Regions from separate parts of the Mus musculus genome. Here regions 1 and 2 are each linked to region 3. Evidence: chromatin contacts called from public Hi-C data. All regions are on one chromosome and are shown on one strand. Each heading gives the region's core, a stretch centred on a gene start, on an enhancer-like site or on the middle of the called end of the contact. The rest is flanking DNA. Distances are from core to core; before and after follow the strand shown.

The links. Hi-C and Micro-C count contacts between places; a contact is called where the count stands out from the background.
Region 1: a Hi-C map of cortical neurons shows a contact between it and region 3, with 3 times the contacts expected there. The contact joins two enhancer-like sites. A contact is called at or near these places in 1 of 39 promoter capture datasets (liver), 15 of 484 Hi-C or Micro-C datasets (cerebellar granule neurons, cortical neurons, embryonic somatosensory cortex and 6 more) and 5 of 115 datasets of contacts at active chromatin or transcription factors (astrocytes, embryonic basal ganglia, embryonic forebrain and 2 more).
Region 2: a contact with region 3 is called in a Hi-C map of cortical neurons, with 2.6 times the contacts expected there. The contact joins two enhancer-like sites. A contact is called at or near these places in 4 of 484 Hi-C or Micro-C datasets (cerebral cortex, cortical neurons and myocytes) and 2 of 115 datasets of contacts at active chromatin or transcription factors (astrocytes and embryonic basal ganglia).

What each region holds. Positions count from the first base shown.
Region 1 is chr4:104,891,945-104,895,365 of GRCm38.p6, reverse strand. It overlaps a transcript of Fyb2 not described here. Among named protein-coding and RNA genes, the nearest start is that of Gm40216, 3.6 kb to the right of the region's middle. Within about 2 kb of position 1,570, at least 11 of the 459 cell types and tissues checked have an H3K27ac peak or open chromatin away from gene starts, as enhancers often do. A contact at or near this core is called in cortical neurons and forebrain, where this site is marked.
Region 2 is chr4:104,655,537-104,658,782 of GRCm38.p6, reverse strand. All of the region lies in intron 7 of Dab1 (disabled 1), which reads right to left. Among named protein-coding and RNA genes, the nearest start is that of C8b, 110 kb to the left of the region's middle. Within about 2 kb of position 1,927, at least 13 of the 459 cell types and tissues checked have an H3K27ac peak or open chromatin away from gene starts, as enhancers often do. A contact at or near this core is called in cerebral cortex and cortical neurons, where this site is marked.
Region 3 is chr4:104,383,183-104,386,235 of GRCm38.p6, reverse strand. All of the region lies in intron 4 of Dab1 (disabled 1), which reads right to left. Among named protein-coding and RNA genes, the nearest start is that of Gm36661, 360 kb to the right of the region's middle. Within about 2 kb of position 1,340, at least 24 of the 459 cell types and tissues checked have an H3K27ac peak or open chromatin away from gene starts, as enhancers often do. A contact at or near this core is called in cerebral cortex, cortical neurons and forebrain, where this site is marked.

The DNA.
Region 1 (3,421 bases), core at 321-2,820, 510 kb before region 3:
GTCTTCCAGGAATATCAGAAACCACAGCCACGAAGTCTCAGCAACACAGTTGCCTAAGCACGAGCTGAGAAAGGACAACAGTAGGCATGGCAAAGTGGACAGGAGGAAGAGAGAGGCCTCAGCCTGAAAGGAAGAACCAGAGGCAACTAAGCAGTGCTGAGAGAGGAAGAAACTGTCTTCCCCAGGGAAGAACACATGGATTGGTCATGCAATTCCAAATGGCCAGCCCTGAAAACATATATACAAGAAGCATTTACAGACTGCATTTATGCATTTATGTATATGTATATGTACATTCATATAAATATATAAACGTGTATATGTATGTATATTTGTGTCTGCTTGTAGAAGATGATAATTAATAAAAAAAAGATACTGTGAATTTGAAAGAGAGCAAGGAAGGGTATAGGGGAGGGTTTGGAGGGACGAAGATGTGGAGAGAATGATATCAATTGTAACATAATCTCAAAAAATGAAAAGAAATACTTTTCAAACAAGAGATGACTCCACTTTGCTCCTGTGATATCTTGGAATATTCCGTTGGCATTTGTGTGAACACAGAGACAGTGGGAGCCGTCACCAGGTGCTTGAGGGTTAGGCCAGGAAGTGCCGCAGCTAGCTTTTCAGCCCACTGTCTGGAACTGCTACTTGGGTCTCTAGTTACCTGCAAGGAAGGCAGGGCATCACAGTCTCTCCAGAGAAAGGCAGTGTGTGTATCTGCTATTGCAGTGGAGGGCGTCCCAGGATCCTGCCTCTGACCCACGGTTCTGAGACTCCCGTCCATCTCTCCACTGCACTCTCTCCGCGCACACAGTCACGAGTCATCCCTTCAATATCTTGTCCCTGTGATTCTCTGACAGCCAGCTTGCATTTCACTCCTCCGTATTTTCTAAAGCAAAGAAGAAACTCCCAGCTTTCCTGACATTTGATAGAACCAGGAAAGCTCTTACTACCTCCGAGACGTTCAGCCTGATAATGTATATGAGGAATAGATCATTTACTTACGCTCAAAGCAGATAGACTTTCTAAGGAGAAGTACTCTGTAATGCAGACATGGCTGGGAAGAATAAATCAAATCTTTCTGTGTACTTAGGGGAAAAGGAATTATTCAAATGTAGCCTACAGCTTCAGGTCCATTTATGGAGCCTGCAATCCTAAATAGTGACCACCAGGGGGAGCGCTAGGCCCATCTCTACACGGGTTCTATTTTTAGAGGCTGATACTTGCCTCAAGGAAGAAACCAAAGAAATAAGACTATAATACTTTTTTTTTTTTTTAAATCGGACCAACTTATAAATTATTTGTGAGTCCAATAAAAGGCAATTATCAACATTTCCTACTATTTCAAGAGTAATATATTCTATGTTAGAAAAAGATTCAATTTATTCCTTGGCTATGATTCAGATGACAGAAAATTGGAGGCAACCGAACCAAAAGACTGTTCTCCTGTGTAAATGTGTCTTTAAAACCCAAATCAGATGCTTAGGAGAGTGCTTGCTATAACGTAAGGCACCATTGTCTTCAAAGTTCCCCTGTCCTCTCTCCAGTCACTTGGACAAGCTGTGCCCTTGCTAGGTAGAGGTAATGATGTAACAGGGCGCCGTGGACAAAACACCGTCTGTGGCATTTTCTGGACACAGGGTGCAAGCAGCCTCTGAGGAACAGAGAGATTTGAAGCATGAAGCCTGGGGGAAGGGTGGATTGCAGACATGTAACAGACTCCCAGGACCCTAGGGGTCAAGTTAGGGGCCCAGAATCAAGGACAAGAGGACAGTTCTACAAGGAAATCCCCGGCATAAGGTCTGCTGCAAAGCCATGCAGTAAGGGAAGCACTGCAAAAAGAATTGGAACCTTGCCTTTCTGCGGCAATGAAACTGAGATTTTGGGCAAATGATCTTCAGGCTGCTCATAGCAGCTCTCTCACAGATTGGGCATAAATATGAGATGAGCTAAGTGGTGTGTGTGTGTGTGTGTATCTGTGTGTGTGTGTATATCTGTGTGTGTGTGTATCTGTGTCTGTGTGTGTGTGTGTGTCTCTCTGTGTGTGTGTGTATCTGTGTCTGTGTGTGTCTGTGTGTATCCGTGTCTGTGTGTATCTGTGTGTGTGTGTTTGTGTATATCTGTGTGTGTCTGTGTGTGTGTGTGTCTGTGTGTGTATCTGTGTCTGTGTGTATCCGTGTCTGTGTATGTTTTTGTGTGGCCATCACAGGTAGTCAACAAATACCCACTGTCTTCCTGGAAAAGGACTTGCATTTTCCTAAATACAGTTACAAATACGTTGGACCTCTGTATTTTCACAGATTCTGAGTCTGTGGTTTAGGCACTCAGACTTTGCTTTGAAGTCCTAAATGGGTGGGTGACGGTGGACCCATCTGGGCATGAGGCTCAACTCCTAAATCCCTTGGCTCTAAAGGAGGCCTGCTGTTAGAGGTGTTAGAATTTAGATGAATGGTGAAGAAAGGTCAAGACAGTGGGAACGAGAGCCTACAGCGATCTCTCACCCAGCCGCATGGACTAGCAGGAGGTACTTCCCTTGGCCTTGTGGGAAGCAGACCACATGGACCGAGGAAGATGAGCCGCTAGACCAACCTCAATGTCTGTCCACCTCGAATCCTTATATTGGGCCTAATCCTCAGTGTGCTTGTGTTTGGAAGGAGACCTTTGATAAGGTCAGAGCCATCCTGGATCCAACTGATGTCCACCTCCTGTCCCCCATGACAACAGCAAGAAGCCAGCTGGCTGTGACGTAGAAAGTGATTTCTGCTCAGACCCATGCCTACCTGTGCCTTGATTGCTTGGTCTCTAGAATGGTGGGGAAGAAAGGTTTTCTTCGGTAAGTCGTCTAGTCTGTGGCATTCTGTCACAGAGGCCCAGATAGACTAAACAAGCTAGAATCAAAGGAACTTGGAGGTAAGAAGCGCTAGGCGTGGTTGGCAGACATGTTGCAAATGTCCAGAGGTCAAGGGTGTCAAGGCAGCGGTCCAGAATGAAGGAAAGGGGGCTAGGTGGACAGGAAGGCCATCACGCAAGGTTTGCTATGAGGTTCCACACAGGAGCAGCACATGTTTTACTGAGTAGGCAGGAGCAGCACACATGTCACAGAGTGGGCTGACCGCACCACTCTTCTGGCTCTTAGTTGTCCATGTGATTGCTATGTGACCATGTTCCATCCTCTGACATCATATTCACCTCAGCAGCTTGTTCTCAACTTCCTCCCCCGCCTTCCTGCCTTCCTTAGGCCTTCTCTGTGCTCCGGAAGGCTGAGCTACAGGGAACCGTGGCCAGGGTGGTGCTGGCACGTTCTAGTTGTGAAGTTCTAGTGTGAGGTCCCAAGGTGAGGCAAGATGGTCACAGCATCTCTCCTGCCTCCCCCTATTGTGCTGCGGGTCATAGGCAGTCCCCGTGTCTTTGCCTTCTTGTA
Region 2 (3,246 bases), core at 678-3,177, 270 kb before region 3:
TGGAGGCTGATCTAGGAAGTTCAGGCTACAGAGGTCTATCAGTTTGGTTTCCGAGACTTTCCAACTGCTGGTGGAGGTCTCTTGCCAAAGCTGCTGCACCAAAGAAAAGTCGGCATCTTTTCATCTTCTATTTTAGTTTGGTGTTTAGTGCTGCTCTAAAGACATCATGACCAAAAGTACCTTGGGGAGGAAAGGGTTCATTTGGTTTTCAGGTCAGCCTGCCATCTAGGGAAGGCAACACAGGAACTCAAGGCAGGTATACAGGATACAGAAACTAAAGCAGAGACCATGGGAGAAATAATGCTTACTGGCTTGCTTAGTGTGTGTGTGTGTGTGTGTGTGTGTGTGCGTGCGCGCACGTGTCCCCAAGATCACCTGTGTAGGAGTGGTACTTGCCACAGTGGATTGGGTTCTGCATAATCAATCATTAATCAAGAAAATGCCTCTGTAGTTTTGCCTACAGGGCAATCTGATGGGGGCATCTACTCAGTGTGGGTCCTTCTTCCCTGTTGACCCTAGCTTGTGTCAAGATGACAGGAAAAAAAAAATCAACCGGCACCTTCGAGCATTCAGTACCTAGGACCTCTGTCTCAATCTCCCCCTGAGTTATCTGGGCTCTGAGGCCTTACTTGTCTTCATTCTCTTTGCTTCTAGCCCATCAGTGACTTCTTGCTAAAAGCTCCTCTTTGGCTACAGCTTTGCCCTTCTGACCTACAATGTCCGTATCTGCTGGAACTCAGCCTTCCCCTCAGGCTGGGATGACCTGGTTGGCACAGAGCAAACTGGAGTTTTACATCGCACTCACCCTGCATGTTCATTAAAACCCAAGGGAGGGCAGGATTCCTGTGAGAGTGTCTGTGTCTCCGAAAGATACCACCCCACCCTTGACACCACAGAGCAAGGGCCTCATGTGTTTCCTGGGAGTCCTTTGAATGTGTCCTACTGCAGTTCAGCTCAAGGGTCTGTCTTCCAATTTTGGTTATGGTGGATTAGGGCCCAGTGAGGCTATGGCTCTTCATCCTATGTCAGAGAGGTGGAGGGGACAGTCCTGAGGTCCATCCTAGAATATTGTGAGGGTTCACATAGATGTCCCTAACCCTTCCTCATGCTTCTGAGTTGTCTGAGACAAAATTCTTAAGTCTCAGTTGCTTCTTAGGCGCGAAGATTGTGATCACCTATGCAAAGTGCCCACTTTAATAGCAGATGCAGAGTAGGAACTCAACCTACTTTATCACCACCAAGCAGGGGGACATTCTACAATGCGTGGGAACCAGCATTTATAAAGAGCTCAGAGATGGAGCATGAGGAGGGACTCTTGGGGCATGGTGGAGGTGAGTAGCAATAAGAAGGGGAAATGCTATTTAGACACAAAGGAGAGAGAGCCTCAAATACCATTGAAAATCTGCAACCTGACATGCCAGGGACAATTAAGCTACCTGTAATTTGTCATATAAGTAAAAGCCAAGTCCCTAGAAAATGTATTGCTCCCACAGGGAAGAATAATGCTTCCCACAAAATACATACACTGATGATGTCGGTAACGAAGATGAAGCTGAGAACAAGAACAGTCCCCCCCATGACAGCTGACAGCTGATGATGCTCCCTGAATGCTTCCTTCGCCCCAGTCACCATGCTTACAATATGCAGCCATTATGTCACCAGAGTCTAACAAGCCAGCAGGTCTCATGCTACCAACACCAGCAGGTGATAGCAAGGATGTGGAAGCCACAAGAATGAGCTCTGCAAACACTCAGCCAGCAGGAACAAAGGGCGCCGGGCCTTCCACCAGGCCTTTGGACTCCAGGCTCATGGGTCTTGCGGATCCACAGAGTACATCAATTTTCTACCGTCAACCTCTTTGCTTAAAAGCTTATTTGTTCATCTTTCCTGCTTGTTCTCAGAATGCTGCTCTCAGAGATGCCTAAAATAAAAACACTCAAGTCCAATAATAGATACCTCTTCTGGAAGAGATATATTTAAACTCCCCGCTGCAAGCAAGGGAACGTGAAGAAAAATTAAATCCAGCAAGAGAAAAGTTGGGTATCCTGGCAACGTCTGACATAGAAATGAAGCCTCTTTCTGCCCCATATTCTCTCATCTGGAAAGTTTCCCCTCAGACCAGGGCTCCACACCAGAGCCCACAGTTGCTGATAAACTTGTCTCCACAGGTTGTCTTTCACAAGCCACTTTCCCATCTTCAAATCCATGTCTCTCTGCTCAGTAAATCTCTGGTATGTAACCTTTTTTTTTTTTTTTTTTTTTTTAGTGACTTTGTAATTTTCAGTAATCTCTGAAATGAATTTGCTGGTTTGTCTTTATTTACCATCTGTTTGTCTTGTGCACCGCTCTGTCCACAGCACATGGCAGATATTAGCTGGTTACTATTTGCTCAGTCAGCGAAAGTGTCATTCGTCCACTAAGGCACAGCTCAAAGGGCCCCAAACCTGGATCAGTGTCCCTTTCTCTGGTTCCCATTTCCCTCCTCTATCTGACTCTTTTATCACACACTGTAGTGTGGTTTTCTTATGTGTCCAGCTAGGTCTGGGTCCCTCGAAAGCAGAGGCAGTGGGGCCTTTTTCAACAACCAGACTGATGAAAAGGTGTTAGAAAAATGTTGAATGTGAATAGATAAAGAGACGGATGAAAGAAAATAAACAATTCTTTCCCACTATGTAAATTAAGTCCAAGGACACTGCTAACAGCCTGTAGGCTGCAGCTTTATATATTCTGATAGGTGAGGCTGACTATTAACTGGCAGTGGCTTGTTCACTTAAGCTCCTTCTAAGCCTGAGTTGGCAAGGCTCTCATGCAACTCAACCCAAGTTGAGTGTCACTGGCTACTTTCCACTCCCGACAGCCTTACAGTTGTCCAGACAAAAGGAGAAGGGGCTAGGCTGTGACTGATGCTTGTGTGCTCTGACCAGTACCATGGCAGTCACATGTATGGCCATGTGACTCTTAAATGCAAGGGCTGGAAACACAGAAGAGATGTAGCTGCAAAGTAAGAAGCAAGGTCTCTCGAATACTTGGAAACCAGGGGATAGCTGAGGGCTGGACTGCCCCTAGTACTTCTGTGCTGTCCAGATGACCGAAATACCACTTACCTCATGCATTAATCCATCACTCTCTGGCTAATATTTATTTATCAAAACACGGCAGCTGACCACCAATTGAATGTATGTGTGTGCACACACGTATGCATTTGTGTATGTGTTTGTGTGTATACATATGTGTATATTGTGCTCT
Region 3 (3,053 bases), core at 91-2,590:
TAGTGAACTCCAATACAGAAACCAATTGGATCACATCAATCAACCAATCAGCCAAGCAATTACTCAATCAACCAAAACATCAACTCAATCAACTAACCAATGAACTTATCTAAAAGACACTCTATTTTCTGTACTCCTTGTTTCGATGTTTACTGCCTGAAAACATGGGTTGGAGCACATGTTCTTTGGGCAGTCCCTTTTATCACAAAAGAAAGAGGTGATGAGTATCAAGAAGAAATGCTATGATCAAAATTATATAGAACAAAGTCACACTGCGTGTTCTTCCCAGTGCCACAGCACAAATCCATCCTCGCTCCTTCAACATTATAATTGGGTTTAGCCAGTAACTCTGTATGTTGTACTTGGCATGCTTGCTTTGAATCACTATTGAATTGCATCCTGTTTTGTTAAATGAGTTTCTTTTAGCCCATTAAATATACTAAAAAAGCCTAAAAAAAAAAAAGAAATCCCTTAAAATCCATCCCCCACACCCTGCAAAAAAAAAAAAAAAAGCCCCATAAAATAGCAGATAAGCAGGTGTTGACTTTGTTCTTTATAGATGAGAGAAATGGAACTTGTCAAAATCAAGTAACCTGAAACATGTGTTGATGCTGATCTAGCTCCAAACCTCTTTCTTTCTCTCCATAGCTCAAAAGAGTAACACTGGCTGCCTCTGCATAGAAACAGTGTAAGCGACCTTTGCCCCAGTTTCATTCTCCAAACTCAATTAACATGAGACTAGTTTAATCTTTAAAAGTTGTAAAAGAGAAACACGTTCACTTTGGCTTGAGCCACTATACAGTTAACAGCAGGCTGCTGTGAGCCTGGATTCTTGCTTAAAACGGGTTAATTACAGCACTGGGCTCTTTCATATTCTGCCAGAGCTTTGCTTCAAATCTAATTTCTCAAAGTATATTGCTAGACGCTAATGAAAACCTGAAGAGACACACGCATTCAGGAGATGTATAGCCAATGAATTTCCTGTTGTTTTTATACTGAACAACTTTTTTATATCCTAACATTTTTATGCCAGCTATGAAAAAGATAAATAAATATTTATGACATTCACTCAATTCCACAGTAACTACTAAGTTGCTGGTATTCTCAACTCTGGATTGAAATGTGCATATTTCAGTGGCTGGGAAATCTCAACCCTCAATGAGGAAGCCAGGCAACACTGTCATTAAGGCCTGAAGACTACTCATTTGACACACTGCAAGGATATGGCTTGAGAGCACAACATAAGGGGCTTAATTATGGAGCTGCAGCAGAGGCGAAGGCAGACTTCAGTGCTGCCGAGCCAACAGAGCCAATGGCAGAGAGCATGCCAGCGCCACTGTGGACGAGGTCTCTGCTCAAGCTTTTTACGATGTATCAGCAGTGTTTAATCACAAAAGACAAACAAGGTGACTGGGGAAATAAAAATACACAAGGGCCAATTTCCACCCATTTCTACACGCCTACAGAAACGTCATTTACTAAGAAATGGTCTGACTCCCTGCCACACCTTGGTTTATTGATTGAATTTCCACTTGTAGATTTATAAATAGTCACACACCTACTACTTATGAAGAAGAGGCCAGAATTCACCAATAAGTACTGCATAAGCTAAACACTGTAACGTATTTTTTGCTTGTTTGTTTATCTAATTTAGTGCCGGATCTTTAGAGGATGCACACTCTCTACTTCAGAGTCTCTGACATTCCCTACGGGAGCCACTGGCTGAGCTTGCCAGTGGTCCTGCTCATCCGTCTCACTCAGGGAGGCCCATCCTTGTGGGCACCTGAGTTTGTAGTTCCTACAACAGGAACGATGAGGATTTATAAGACGATTAATATCCACCACACCTGAGACACGCAGCTTCATTATAAACCAAATAAACACAGCACTATTTCTCTACAGTCTGCTGCTTCACTCCGGACAAGAGGAGAAGCTGGAAAGGCAGAGATCACCCCTCTAAGACTTAGGAACCACCATGGTCTTTTCAGCTGCCTTTTCCATGGTCCCTACATCCCTTCTCCATACACATATTCTATGATCCACTTGTCCCAAACTGCTCAGCCTTCTCCAGACATAATGCTGGCCCTCGGAGCCAGAAAGTCATGTCTTCTGTAACAGACTGTATGCACTCAGAGGTAAGAAGTTTCTGCCACATACGTCACCAGATAATCAATCCTGGAGCCCAACACCAACAACTCACTCTCAAAATGCTTGACTCAGAGGTCGACCCTTCCAAACCAGCAAAATCCACCCCTTGGTGCTTGAATGGCCCTGAGCCACCAGCTTATTTATCTGCACTTCACTGATTATTCATTTCTAGAGAGCTGGTGCCTTCTCAGATGGTCACATTCACAAAGCAGATCATTCTGCACGGGGCTGTACATTAACTCAATATATGCTGGATAAATGAATGAAGTAATGAAGCAAAGAGTAATTTCATGCAAATCTTTACCTCTTCTAATGGACAATGAAGTAGCCATGTCCCACCCCCTCACCACCATCACATCCATCACTGCCCAATACACCTACCTCCATCTGACCAACCCTAGAGCCCAGCAGGCACTCACTGCTCAGACGCCAGAGTCCAAACACATGCCTTTTTATGGATGTAGCTTAAGTACAGCCTAGGGGAAGAGGAGGATTGGAATCCCACCCACAGTCATTCTACATGTTTCCATTCCATGTTCTACTCTTTCACATCCTTTCCTTTTAAATATAAAATGAAATAATGACTTGTTTAGGGTAACAGTCATCATGCTCGTAATACCTGTTATATGCTCAGAAGACAGCTCACCGAACAATATATGCAGAATTCAGTTCTAGCAGTGACATGTTTGATGTCTTTACCTACAGAACATCTCTCATCTCTCCTTCCTCTGGAGTTTTCTATAAGTTATGGATTAATAAACTTTCCCTAAGAATATGGCTTTATGAATCTTGTAAAATAGTCAGAAAAAGAAAACCTTTTCTTATTCATCTCTAACATGAATTGCAGCCTACGAAGTCCCGTGTGGGCTGACAACAAATGACACTGCTCTCTGTAGCAAATTGTG